3 separate regions of the Mus musculus genome follow, and all the other regions are linked to region 3. A link is a contact called in public Hi-C data. All regions are on one chromosome and are shown on one strand. Each heading gives the region's core, a stretch centred on a gene start, on an enhancer-like site or on the middle of the called end of the contact. The rest is flanking DNA. Distances are from core to core; before and after follow the strand shown.

Evidence for each region. A called contact is a pair of places that touch in the nucleus more often than the background predicts.
Region 1: a contact with region 3 is called in a Hi-C map of the G1E-ER4 cell line, with 9 times the contacts expected there. The contact joins two enhancer-like sites. A contact is called at or near these places in 4 of 39 promoter capture datasets (the 3T3-L1 cell line, HPC-7-derived erythroid cells, embryonic stem cells and 1 more), 9 of 15 datasets of contacts at CTCF or cohesin (the G1E-ER4 cell line, the NIH/3T3 cell line, embryonic stem cells and 5 more), 216 of 484 Hi-C or Micro-C datasets (the 3T3-L1 cell line, 3T3-L1-derived adipocytes, the AML12 cell line and 112 more), 25 of 115 datasets of contacts at active chromatin or transcription factors (the NIH/3T3 cell line, PVALB interneurons, acute myeloid leukemia and 17 more) and 4 of 9 other capture datasets (adipose tissue, embryonic stem cells, liver and 1 more).
Region 2: a contact with region 3 is called in a Hi-C map of the G1E-ER4 cell line, with 6 times the contacts expected there. The contact joins two enhancer-like sites. A contact is called at or near these places in 3 of 484 Hi-C or Micro-C datasets (the G1E-ER4 cell line and nephron progenitors).

The regions. Positions count from the first base shown.
Region 1 is chr8:67,434,748-67,438,837 of GRCm38.p6, forward strand. No RefSeq gene overlaps it. Among named protein-coding and RNA genes, the nearest start is that of Nat1, 54 kb to the right of the region's middle. Within about 2 kb of position 1,409, at least 3 of the 459 cell types and tissues checked have an H3K27ac peak or open chromatin away from gene starts, as enhancers often do. A contact at or near this core is called in the G1E-ER4 cell line, where this site is marked.
Region 2 is chr8:67,568,807-67,572,562 of GRCm38.p6, forward strand. No RefSeq gene overlaps it. Among named protein-coding and RNA genes, the nearest start is that of Nat3, 47 kb to the left of the region's middle. Within about 2 kb of position 1,790, at least 13 of the 459 cell types and tissues checked have an H3K27ac peak or open chromatin away from gene starts, as enhancers often do. A contact at or near this core is called in the G1E-ER4 cell line, where this site is marked.
Region 3 is chr8:67,895,163-67,898,797 of GRCm38.p6, forward strand. All of the region lies in intron 8 of Psd3 (pleckstrin and Sec7 domain containing 3), which reads right to left. Among named protein-coding and RNA genes, the nearest start is that of Gm32888, 33 kb to the left of the region's middle. Within about 2 kb of position 1,414, at least 5 of the 459 cell types and tissues checked have an H3K27ac peak or open chromatin away from gene starts, as enhancers often do. A contact at or near this core is called in the G1E-ER4 cell line, where this site is marked.

The sequences.
Region 1 (4,090 bases), core at 159-2,658, 460 kb before region 3:
GTGGGTGTTGGGACACAGGTCTCAGTCGCTAATGATAGAGCCATCTGTGCTCTTAACTGCTGAGCCATATCTCCAGCCTGAGAGGCCATTTTTAACTTCTGATAGGGTCCCTGATTCAGAAATCCTGGGCCCTGATTATGCCTTAAAGTCTAAGACAAAGCCAACTAGCCTTGAACAAAATTCCTCCAAGCCTCAAAATCAGAATTATCTTGACCCAGTTTATCTGAAAAAACCTGATGATCTAAAAGAGCTACAGGCAGTCGATCCAGAAGACCAGCTTCACACCACTTGGAAGCATGCTAGTTAGTTTTAGCTGACAACATAAAACTCATTTCAGAAGAAAGCCTTAACTAGGAATTATCTAGATTAGTTTGACCTGTGAGCATGTGTCTTAGGGTTTCATTACTGAGAAGAGACACCATGACTAAGGCAACTCTTTCTTTGCATTAATTACTTAACTTTACATCCCAATATCAGCCCCTCTTCCCCTCCAACTCTCGAAGTTCCTCTCTCATTTCCCCTTCCCATTCTCCTCTGAGAATGGGGAGTCCCCTCCCCCCATTGGTTATCCCCCACACTCACCAGCACAGCAGTCACTCCAATGGCAACTCTTATAAAGGAAAACATTAATTGTGACTGGCTTGTTTACCGTTTCAGAGGTTTAGTCTATTATCATCATGGCAGGAAGCATGGCGGTTTGCCGGCAGATGTGGTGCTGGAGAAGGAGCCAAGAGTTCTACATCTTGATCCAAAGGGAGCAAGGAGAGATTTTCCCACTGGATGTGGCTTAGCGTATCTGAGACCTCAAAACCTGTGGGCATAAAACCATGCCAGAAAGTCTGGGAAGGGAGAGCAGGTCCAGACGCAGAGACTCAGTGGTCATGCGCCTGAGGCTGAGGTGACTCTGCTCCCTGCCACCCTCCTGAGTTGGATCATGTGCCATGCTTCTCACATAGTCCCGAAACAGAGTTCTCCAAGCTTATGAGGTATCTAGAGGCCTGGGGGCCTCGCCAATAAGCTTCCCATCCCAGACATTCCTCCCTACAAAGGTATTTAATCTCAGGCCTACCATGAGAAACGGGGTATGGTTTATGCATCCATTTTCCACCATGACAATAAACCTTAGAATGTCTCTTTATACCAAGATCCACAATGGGGAGCCATGAAAAAGGTCTTCCTGTACAGAGGCACAGCCTACTCTCCTGTAGAAGGTCCCTCTGTGTTTCCAGCCATAACCACAGCCAAACTAAAGACAATCACCCCATGAGAGAGAGCCGTGCATCCCTTTACCCTGTGGCTCTGGCTAGACGCTGTCTCCAGCCTGCAGGCCCTGACTCTGCTCTCTGCTCTTCTGTGAGTCCCAGCAGTGCCTGGATGCTCAAGACCCTGAGAACCGCAAGACCCTGACCTCATCACAAGTCCAGGGACCCCACAAACCACTTCCAGCTTTCCCACATCTCAGACTGCACTTTCCCCCTTCTGGAGCAGTATTTCTGAGCTTCTGTACAGCCCAGCACACACCACCACTAGGGTAGTGGCACAGGATAAGGGCAGTCAAACTCCCCCCATTCTGCCTTCCCAAGTGGCCGTGCCCAATGATGGAGTGGAGTGGGCCTACAACCCTATAGTAGCAGACCCCCACAGTGACATACTTCCTCCAACAAGGCTGTATCTCCTAATAGTGTTACTCCCTATTGGGCCTATAAGAGCCAGTTAGATTCAAACTACCACGGTATGTCTATGACATATTGCCTTGATTTTTAATTGATGTAAGAAGACCCAGCCCACTGCAAGTGTCAAAATTACCAAAGCAAGGAGTCCTGGACAATATAAGAGGGAGGAAGTGGCTGAGAACAAGCAATCCTGCACACTCCTTGCCCTCAACTGTGGCTGTGATGTGACTGACTGCATTCCAGCCTTGACTTCCCTGAAGTAATGGACTGTGACCTGAAATTGTAAGCCAAATAAATGCTTCCCTTCCTTGTGTTGCTTCTTGTCATGGTATCTGTCATGTCAACAGAAATAAAGTCAGACAGGAAGTGGCCTTATTAGGCTTTGTTAAATATCCCAATGGCTGTAAATTCCAGGGAATATTATCTGGGTTTCTGTGTCTCTAGTTTCCATAAAAGGCATAAGGTGATATGTAAGACAACCTGATTTGGAGCTGTGAGCCATCCAAGAGCCTCTTATGGCTCTTCAAAAGGGATACCAAAGGCCAGACTTCAGGTAATTAAATTTGTGGCCCCCTCAAACTTCAGCTAATAGTTTGAAAATTACCCTCCCTGTTAAGCAGATGTTCTGATAACCCTAATTTTGTTAGCTATACTTCACCCAAGTAAGTCCTTTCCTGAATTACACAAAACCCCTTTGAGATGTTCTCTTTTCATCTTCCAGAACTGACTAAATGGGAAGGTAATTCTGTTAACTATTTATATATTGCTTGCAGGAAAAATGGCACCTTCTTCTTAGATTGAAGGTAACCTAATAGCCATTTTGTAAATTTGCTCTAGTTACCCTCTGTGTCTGATAAATTCTCAAGCTTAAAAAAAAAAGTTAGAACATCAGTTTTTGTTATGTACATTTTACCTTCATAAAAAGAAGTGCTTATGGAACATGGTTAAAGAAATCTCATTCACTCCAGGACAAAAGTGAAGCAAGAGGAGTGAAGACATGTGTCCTCTGTGTTTAAAAAGCTGAAGTCCTCTTTGTGTAAGAACAAGAAACAAAAGTCTCTCTAATTATTAGTTATTAGTATTAGTACTTCTATAAATTTAAGATGTCTTGCTCCAATAGATGCTCACGTTGATGTATAATTCCATAGTGAATCAGTGTCGGGCTCTTTCAAAGGTACTTAGATTATAATGGCTGCTCCTTTATAAAAAGAGCAATATAGTTTCCACAAGACTGGGCTAAGCGGTGACAGAGTGGTGGTTTGCTGCAAAGTGAGGTTGATGCCTCCTCCTTCTTCTGTAACATATCTGTCTTTCCACATGTCCTGCCTGATTTCTGATATTCTGCCTATTTCTGATATTTCTGAGCTGACATAGTGCTAAGCTCATGACAGAAAATGAGAAAGGACTGGAACTCAACCATGAACTTCCCGACACCTATACCTGAGAGCCAAGATAAACCCCATTTTTTCATTAGCAATTTCACAGTCTCACCATAGCAACAGATAATGGACAAAGATGTTGATGTTTTTCAAGTCTTAGTTTTCTGAACAAAAAGAATAACAAAAATCAGAAAGGGCAATATTTTTCTTCATCTTTGTACTCTTTCTTCACCATTGAAATCATCACACAGCTTAGCAGTCAGTGGTTTGAGAAGATAATGAACACTGTTTTTCTCTGAAGCAGAAAACCTTAGCCATGACTGGGTAGTTTCATACAGTCCACACACATACACAAACATTACTGAACAAATTAATCAATACGGCACTGTATTACTGTGCTCTATTCTGTCTTTCTATGCTTTCTTATCTACCCACCTCATGAGCACATATGCACCTACAAGCACACGCACACACACACACACACACACACACACACACACACCCCACATGCACATTTTGTGAATTTGCTCTCCTCCCACACTAAGAACCACCAGATTTATTTTATTGGCCAATTTTCTTCCTAGCAGTTTTTTTGGAAGTTGTCTAAGGAGAAGGAAGTATGCATTTGTTGCCAGGCAACGAGTATCTCCAGAATGTGCATTGCTTTTCTTAGATGGAAGAAGGAGCAGTTAATTTTTGCAACTGTGGTTTGATTTCAGCCCTTGAAAGGTCACTGAGATGATTCAAAGTAGTGACTTCTCTGTGAACGCCATAAACCCATGATTTCCCATCCCCAGACTTAGGACCAGGAACTTTCAGCCAAGTTATTGATATTTCTGTCTACAAATAGCAACAGAGCTAGTGGGGTTTTACAGATGAGGTGGGCTTTAATAAGTCTGAGATACGGGGATAAGGAGCTAGGATGAGATGGTTCGTATAATGTATGTATCAAGAAGATGCATGCTAATAAATCAGTACATATATGTGTGCTTTATGGCAAGTAGTTTTCTGAGGTGATTGAAAGAGATTAAAATATTG
Region 2 (3,756 bases), core at 540-3,039, 330 kb before region 3:
TGTGTGTGTACTTGCATATGTGCATGCACATGTTCATGTGTGTGTGTATGTGTGTGTGCTTGTTGTGTGTATATGTGTGTGCACGTGCACATGTGTGTACATGCATGTATGTATATGCATGAACATTTGTATGTGTGTGTACACATGTGATGTGCATGCACATATGGGGACTGATGAATCCCCATGTACAAACAATTAGATGCTAGAGAAGGATATCAGGTATTCTGCTCTTCCACTCTTCATTTTATTCCTTGACACAAGATTCTTTTTGAACCTGAACTTAAGCCTATGGGCCCCAAGCCCAGATATCCCTGTGCTTGATGCCAGCAGCACTGGGTTATGAACAGGCTCACCCTAGCCCAGCTCTTTAGAAAGGTGCTAGGGATTTAAGCTGAGGCTCTCCTGCTTAAACAGCAAGCTCTCTTCCTAACTAAGCCATCTGCTCAGGGGCAAAGCATGACTTCTTATCTCATAAACCAGAGACAATTGATCAAGTCACAGATGAAGTCAGCTAGAAACAGTCAGGCAGCCAGGTTGTTGGCGAAATGGAGAAAGCAGTCTCAGGAAACACACACTACACTATCTGCAAAGCTCCCGCCCAGCCAGCCGTCCGGAGTGGAGTGGGGAACACGTTATAAGTTAACAAAAGTTATCTCACAACAAAGATACTGTCATGATCAGCCTCATTTGCATGTGTACGCTCTCTCTCTCTCACACACACACACATATACACACACGCACGTATACTCACATACTTACTCATACCTGCCAACATGCAACAGGCTTTCATCTGGGATTTTAAACAGTGAATGCTCTTTATCTTAAACTAAAAATGCTAGTTTTCAAGACTTTCTTCCATGAAATTAAAAAATGCTATTGTCTGGCTCATTTTCCATCACAACCCATTTTTAGGAGACTTTAGCAAAAACATCAGGGCTTCTGGAGAGGGATCATTAAAGATTCTGGGGCATAGGAGAGGTCATACTCCAGAGAGCTTAAACATGAGTCTTAATTCAGAAAATATTTTACATTTGTTTCTATCTAGCATAAAAATCCTTCTACAAACATTGAAGTTTTCAGCTACCACCTGCCCTAAAGGGACAGCTTTAAAGAGTCAAAAGAATAATGGGCCATGCTGCATTTTAATGGATTTTAACTAAAACAAAGCTTAAGGGATCCATTAAAAGGATTCTTATGGGGCTGCATGGATGGCTTAGTAGTTGAAAGTTCTGACTGTCTTTGCAGAGGACCTGAGTTTAAGTTCTAGCACCCACATGGCTTTGTAACCCCAGTTCCATGAGCTCTGACTCCTGGCATCAGTTGACATCAAGCATATTTGTGCCATGTAGATATACATGTAGGAAAACACTCATACACATAAAACAAAATTTAAAAAATAATTCTCAAGTGGAAGCAATTGTACTGAATTTGTGGCTTATCAATGTCTTAATTCACCAAGACCTTGAAGTTGAGTTTCCTTTATTTTCTTTTGTAGACGAATTCCATTTGCTTCCTTGAGAATTTTTTAGACTACCAACTGAGTGCTTTTGATATGTAATTTTAATATGCATAGTGTTAGGTGTGAACATTCCATTCAAAAAAATTCTACTCTGAAATAGAAATGTCTGGGTTTACTTGTTTGTAGTTCTTACTCTTAGACAGTTAAGATCGATCTATGTTTCCGTAGCAACTCTTGCTCTTATCGAATGCTTCATTGCTTCTAACTGTTGCCTGCAGTTTCAGATTGCCAGGACATCAGACCTTTCATCAGCATTGCACCACAGTAGATTAAGAGGCTGTTTTCCCTGATGTTAGGTAACTCTACAAAGGGCCCTCCCTTATAGCTCCATAGCCCTCTTTAAAGGTCTCAGGGTATAGTTTCAGTAAGACATACATAGCCCTGGTATAATATAGAAGTATGTTGAACTATTTAGATGTTTTTTGCCCAAATATTCATCACTGAATTCTACTTTAGTTCCATTTCGATATAAGAACACTTTATTTTTCCTATTCTTAAAAAAATGTAGTGTGTTTATATTCCAAAATGCAATTTTAAAGTTGCATTTCTGAAGCCACAATCCATAAAAAGAAAAAATACATGATTTCAGTAAAATTATTCTTTTCTACTCTGAAAGAATTAAAAGCCAAGTGATACATTAGGACAAAATATTTGTGAAAGACATTGAAAAGAACATTTATCCATAAAGTTATCCAAGAACTGGGGCTGGGATGTATCATAGTTTGTAAAGAGTTTGCCTAGCATGCAAAAACCTTTGGGCTTGATAACCATCACCCACAAACTTGGTATGGTAGCAGATTCTCACTTGGAGGTAGGACAGGAGGATCTGAAGTTCAAGGTCATCCTTAGCTACACACAAGTTCAAGGCCAGCCTGGGCTACATCGAGGCTAGTTTCTTCCCTCTAATCAAAATCAATTAAGCAAAGGAAGGGTGATATATTTCAATTTACAGATTACAGTCCATGATTTAAGAAAGTCAGAACAGGAATTCAAGCAAAATCTTGAAGCAGAAATGATGAGGGAACATTAATTGCTAGCATACAGATAGACTTCTGCTTAGCTGGCTTTCTTAAATAGCTCAAGACAACTGGTCTAGGAAATGATGCTATACTCAGTAGCCTGGACCCTTCTATATCAGCTAAAAATCAAACCAGGCCCCTACAGACACTCCTGCAGGCCTGTCTGATTGAGACAAACACTTGACTCAGATTGCTTTCACATATAACTTTAAGCTATGTCAAATTATGTTAAATTCAATAATTAAAGCTCATTTGGACTCATCCATATAAAATAAACATAAGTATGCATTCAGTTGTATGTGCACATACTAATGCACACAAAGAACTCTTAAAACCCAATAATAAGAACATAAAGGACCTAATTTTCAATTTCACAGAATTGTTCAAATTTGAATCCATAGATGTTCAGTCGAAAAATCCATCAAAAAAGTTAAATAGATAGAAATTAAATATATGAAAAGGTGACACACACGGTAAAGTAAAAATTAAAACAGCAATCTAATATCACTATGTGATTTTAAAAGTCATTATTCAGCACAGTGACAACACTGAATCTTGGTGAGATGTGTAGCACCAGGAACGCTTACTCAGCGCTGACATCAACAAAAAGTGATGTATCGACTTTGGAAGACAATGTGGCAGTATACCATAACACTAAAGGTGTCTTACATTGAAACTCAAAAAAATTTTGTTTCTTGCCATTTATTAATTTAAGTGTAATTCCCATATAAAGTCCTTAGACAGGTGCTATACTACTTTTGTTTATAATTGCTAAGACACAGAAGCAGTCAAGATATCCTCTAGCCGCTGAATGAACCACTGTGGTGGAATGAAGGTGATTATTGTCCAATGCCAAGAGGAAATTATATCAGGCTTTGTAAAGATATACAGGAAAATTACTGACTGTTCCTAACAGAAAGAAGCCAGTCTGTATACTGTGTAGATGTGAATATATGACCTTCAGGCAAAGGCAAAGTACTGAGTAATGGAAAAGGTCGCTGACTGACAGGGTTTAGAGGAAAGGGAGGGTAAATAGTCACACCGTGGATCTTTTGAAACAGTGCAGCCACGTGGTATTTGGCAATAATGCTGGGTGCACATCAGTGATGGTCTGTAAAACTCACAAAATATATTAAGGCACCCAAAGTAACCCCTCTGTAAAGGCTGGTCTTGAAAGATGCTGATCTGCTAATACAGATTTGCCGACTGGAGAGCATG
Region 3 (3,635 bases), core at 164-2,663:
CTTTCCAGCTTCTGGCTATTATAAATAAGGCTGCTATGAACATAGTGAAGCATGTGTCCTTATTACAAGTTGGAGCATCTTCTGGGTATATTCCCAGAAGAGGAATTGCTGGATCTTCCAGTAGTACTATGTCCAGTTTTCTGAGGAACCACCAATCTGATTTCCTGAGTGGTTGTACCAGCTTGCAATCCCACCAGCAATGGAGGAGTGTTCTTCTTTCTCCACATCCTCGCCAGCAACTGCTGTCACCTGAATTTTTGATCTTAGCCATTCTGACTGGTGTGAGGTGGAATCTCAGGGTTGTCTTGATTTGCATTTCCCTGATGATTAAGGATGTTGAACATTTTTTCAGGTGCTTCTCAGCCATTTGGTATTCCTCCATTTTGAGAATTCTTTGTTTAGCTCTGAACCCCATTTTTAATAGGGTTATTTGGTTTTCTGTAGTCTAACTTCTTGAGTTCTCTGTATCTATTGGATATTAGCCCCCTATCAGATTTAGGATTGGTAAAGTTCTTTTCCCAATCTGTTGGTTGGCTTTTTATCTTATTGATCCTTTCCCTTACAGAAATCTTAAACACACAAATTCTAAAAATTTCTATAAAGAACCAGGCAGCTAATATTTCAGGCTTTGCAGGCCATATGTTCTCAATAACAACTGCTCAACACTGTCATCACTATGTAAAGATTTTAAAAGTAGCTGTGAATGTGTCCCAATAAAACTTTACACACACACATACACGAGATGAATTTTTGCCTGTAATTACTATTTTGCTCACCTGTAGTCTAACATAAGTTAGCATTGAAATAGATGAAAAATCCTAGAAGATCTAATAGCAATTTCAGGTTTTCCCTTACTTCATAGATTTTCCTCTACTCCATTAGAAAAAGAGCTACAAACTTGTGCTATAATGCATGAAAATGTGGGAAACAGAGACTTTTGCTCACAATGCTAACGCAAGCTCTAACTAAACAAACAAAACAAAACAAAAACTTAGCAAAAAAAAGCATACTGCTCCTGACAAAAACTATGGAGCCTTCTATCAAGTTTCAACTATAATCTAGTATTCTCTGATCTAGAGGGACCAGTAGAGCCCATGAAAGTGGACCACAGAGTAGATTCCAAGTTAGGGGTTGAAGAATTAAGTAGAATGACCATGGAATTAAGTTTAATAGTGTTAAGAACTGGAGCTTTGTGGAAAGTGTGCTTTCGGAGAAACTAACAGCTCTCATTGTCTACGGGTACAACCCAGCCTCATAAATCTTGAGCTATTAGAACACAGCCGGCATACCCTCCCACACAATTCCACCTCCGCCAACATGTTACAACAAACGAGGAAAAGTATACTACTGACTTGGTAATTACTTCGGTGAAGTAGCACTGCTATAAAGCTCTGGTTTTGCTTGTTTGCCGCTCATGGAAGTGGAATTAGGTTATGCTGCCCTCAGGTGTCCATCTTTTTAGATGCACCACTGGAGGGCAAAGCAGAAGCCATTGCAATTTCAAAGCACCCTGGCCAAAAATTCAAAGAGGACTTCTCATGTCTGGTACTGGGTTTTTTCCTTTAGCTTTTCAGGGTGTACTATTAGCCTAGATGAGAAAGTTCCTTAAAACTATATATACTTAAGTATAGACTTAATTATGTGCCACGGTGTTTTCTAAAGAAATAATGATGTCTGCCTTTTGAGTTATCGATGTTGCTATCTATCCCCTTCCTCCTGCTCCTGTGCTTACCCCCCTCCCTTCCCTAGGCGGTTCCCTCACCAGTTCCCCCATGAGACCCCTTGGATCCCACTGTTCTGCCTTACTGCTTCCAGCTTTCTTCTGTATTTACCTCCCTGCCCTTCTCTGTGGAGCTCCCAGGTCCTATTTCCCCTATCACAGGTATAAAGTAACATAATGATTCACTAGTAATATAAATACTTATATGCACACAGAAACAAATCATTTAAAAAGAGGCCATGGATTTGAAGGGGAGTGGGGGGAAGTATGTGAGGATTTGAAGGAAGGAAAGTGAAGGGGTGAATATAATTAAATTATAATCTCAAAATAGACACATTTTTTTAAAAGCAGGCGTCTGCAATATAAGTATCTTCTTTCAGAAACTACAATCACAGATTTAAGAGGTTGATAATCCAACCACATGGTGGTGACACACACCTCTTTTAAATCCCACCATCTGGTAGGTAGAGGCAGGCAGAGTTCGAGGCCATCCTGTTCTACAGAGTAAGTTCCAGTATAGCCAGTGTTACACATAGAAACCCTGTCTCAAAAACCATTAAGAAAATAAAAGGAAAATCCAACATTAAGGAAAGACACGATCTTGGTGGGGTTTTCTGCACCTTTCCTGTACTATATTGCCACTGAATGTGGTAAAAGACATCAAGTACTATATGAGTTTTGAGTGCTGGGGTCATTGTCCCAGGCTTTAATAAGCTCTAACCTGTACTGTTCTAATACTAAAAGCATTTACTGTTTCACTCACAGTCTCTCACAAGTGGTCACTAAGGAATTTGGCGCTATATAACTTTTGACATATTGCAACAGATTAAGTGTAAAAGCAAACACAAAAATCTAGCTATCCTCTATTAGTTCAATAGTAAAAGGAACCACAAAAATGTAAATGCCACTATTTCCAATAAATTTTCTCAGAATGTAAAGTATAATTCATGATTATAAAAACTATGTTTTTCATTTAGTGGTCTTTAATGATCAAATGATGACATTAAAGTTTCATTAGATTCAACCCATAATGTAGTATGTAGTAAAACACACACACACAAAACAAATTTTAAAAAAGTCTGTTTGGGTCTTCAAAGATTTTAAGAGTCTAAATACACTCTAAGTTTGAGAAATTCCCAAAGTATAAATTCTACCAAAATATGATTAGAACACTATGTGTTTATTTTTAATTTTGAGAAAGTAAGACACATTGAACTCTGTCAAAACACAAATATTTAATTTTCATTTTAACTTGGCTGTCATAGGAGGAAATAAGTTAATGCATGGAGTGCAGAGATCCATTGGGCTTTCAATCACTTTCTTCATTCTTATTATCCTCTCCAAGGCATGGAAGGAAGGAAGAAAGGGAGGGAGGGAGGGAGGGGAGGAGGGAGGGAGGGAGCCCCTTCCTTAAATGATATTCACCTGTCTTCCTTCTTCCACAGTGTAAAAGCTCACAAAGGAAAGCACTGATTAATAATTAATGATTAATCTATTAGATAGCTCCTATAAGACCACAAAATGAGCCCACTGACTCCAGAGATGACTGTGCCATATTTTATTCATGTTAACCTGTTCTCAAACAGGGGAAAACAAATATAAATAAACAGAAGTGAAGAAGCAGATAGAGGAATAGAAAAGGTTTCATTTTCACAGGTCACAGAATTGAATGAACTTGACTGGTGCATAATTAAACTCTAACACTCTTGCAAATTCATTCCTACTAAAATTTACACAGTGGCCAATATGATAGTCAGTGGCACTGCATTCTAAATGTCATTCTAAAATTAAAAAATTTCAAACCATGACATTTTTTCTGTAAAAACATTCCACAGCTGAAGGCTGGATTCTCAGTCTAGTCCATAGACTCTCTTTTTGGTAATTAGCTGATATTTTGAAAACATAATAATGGTGA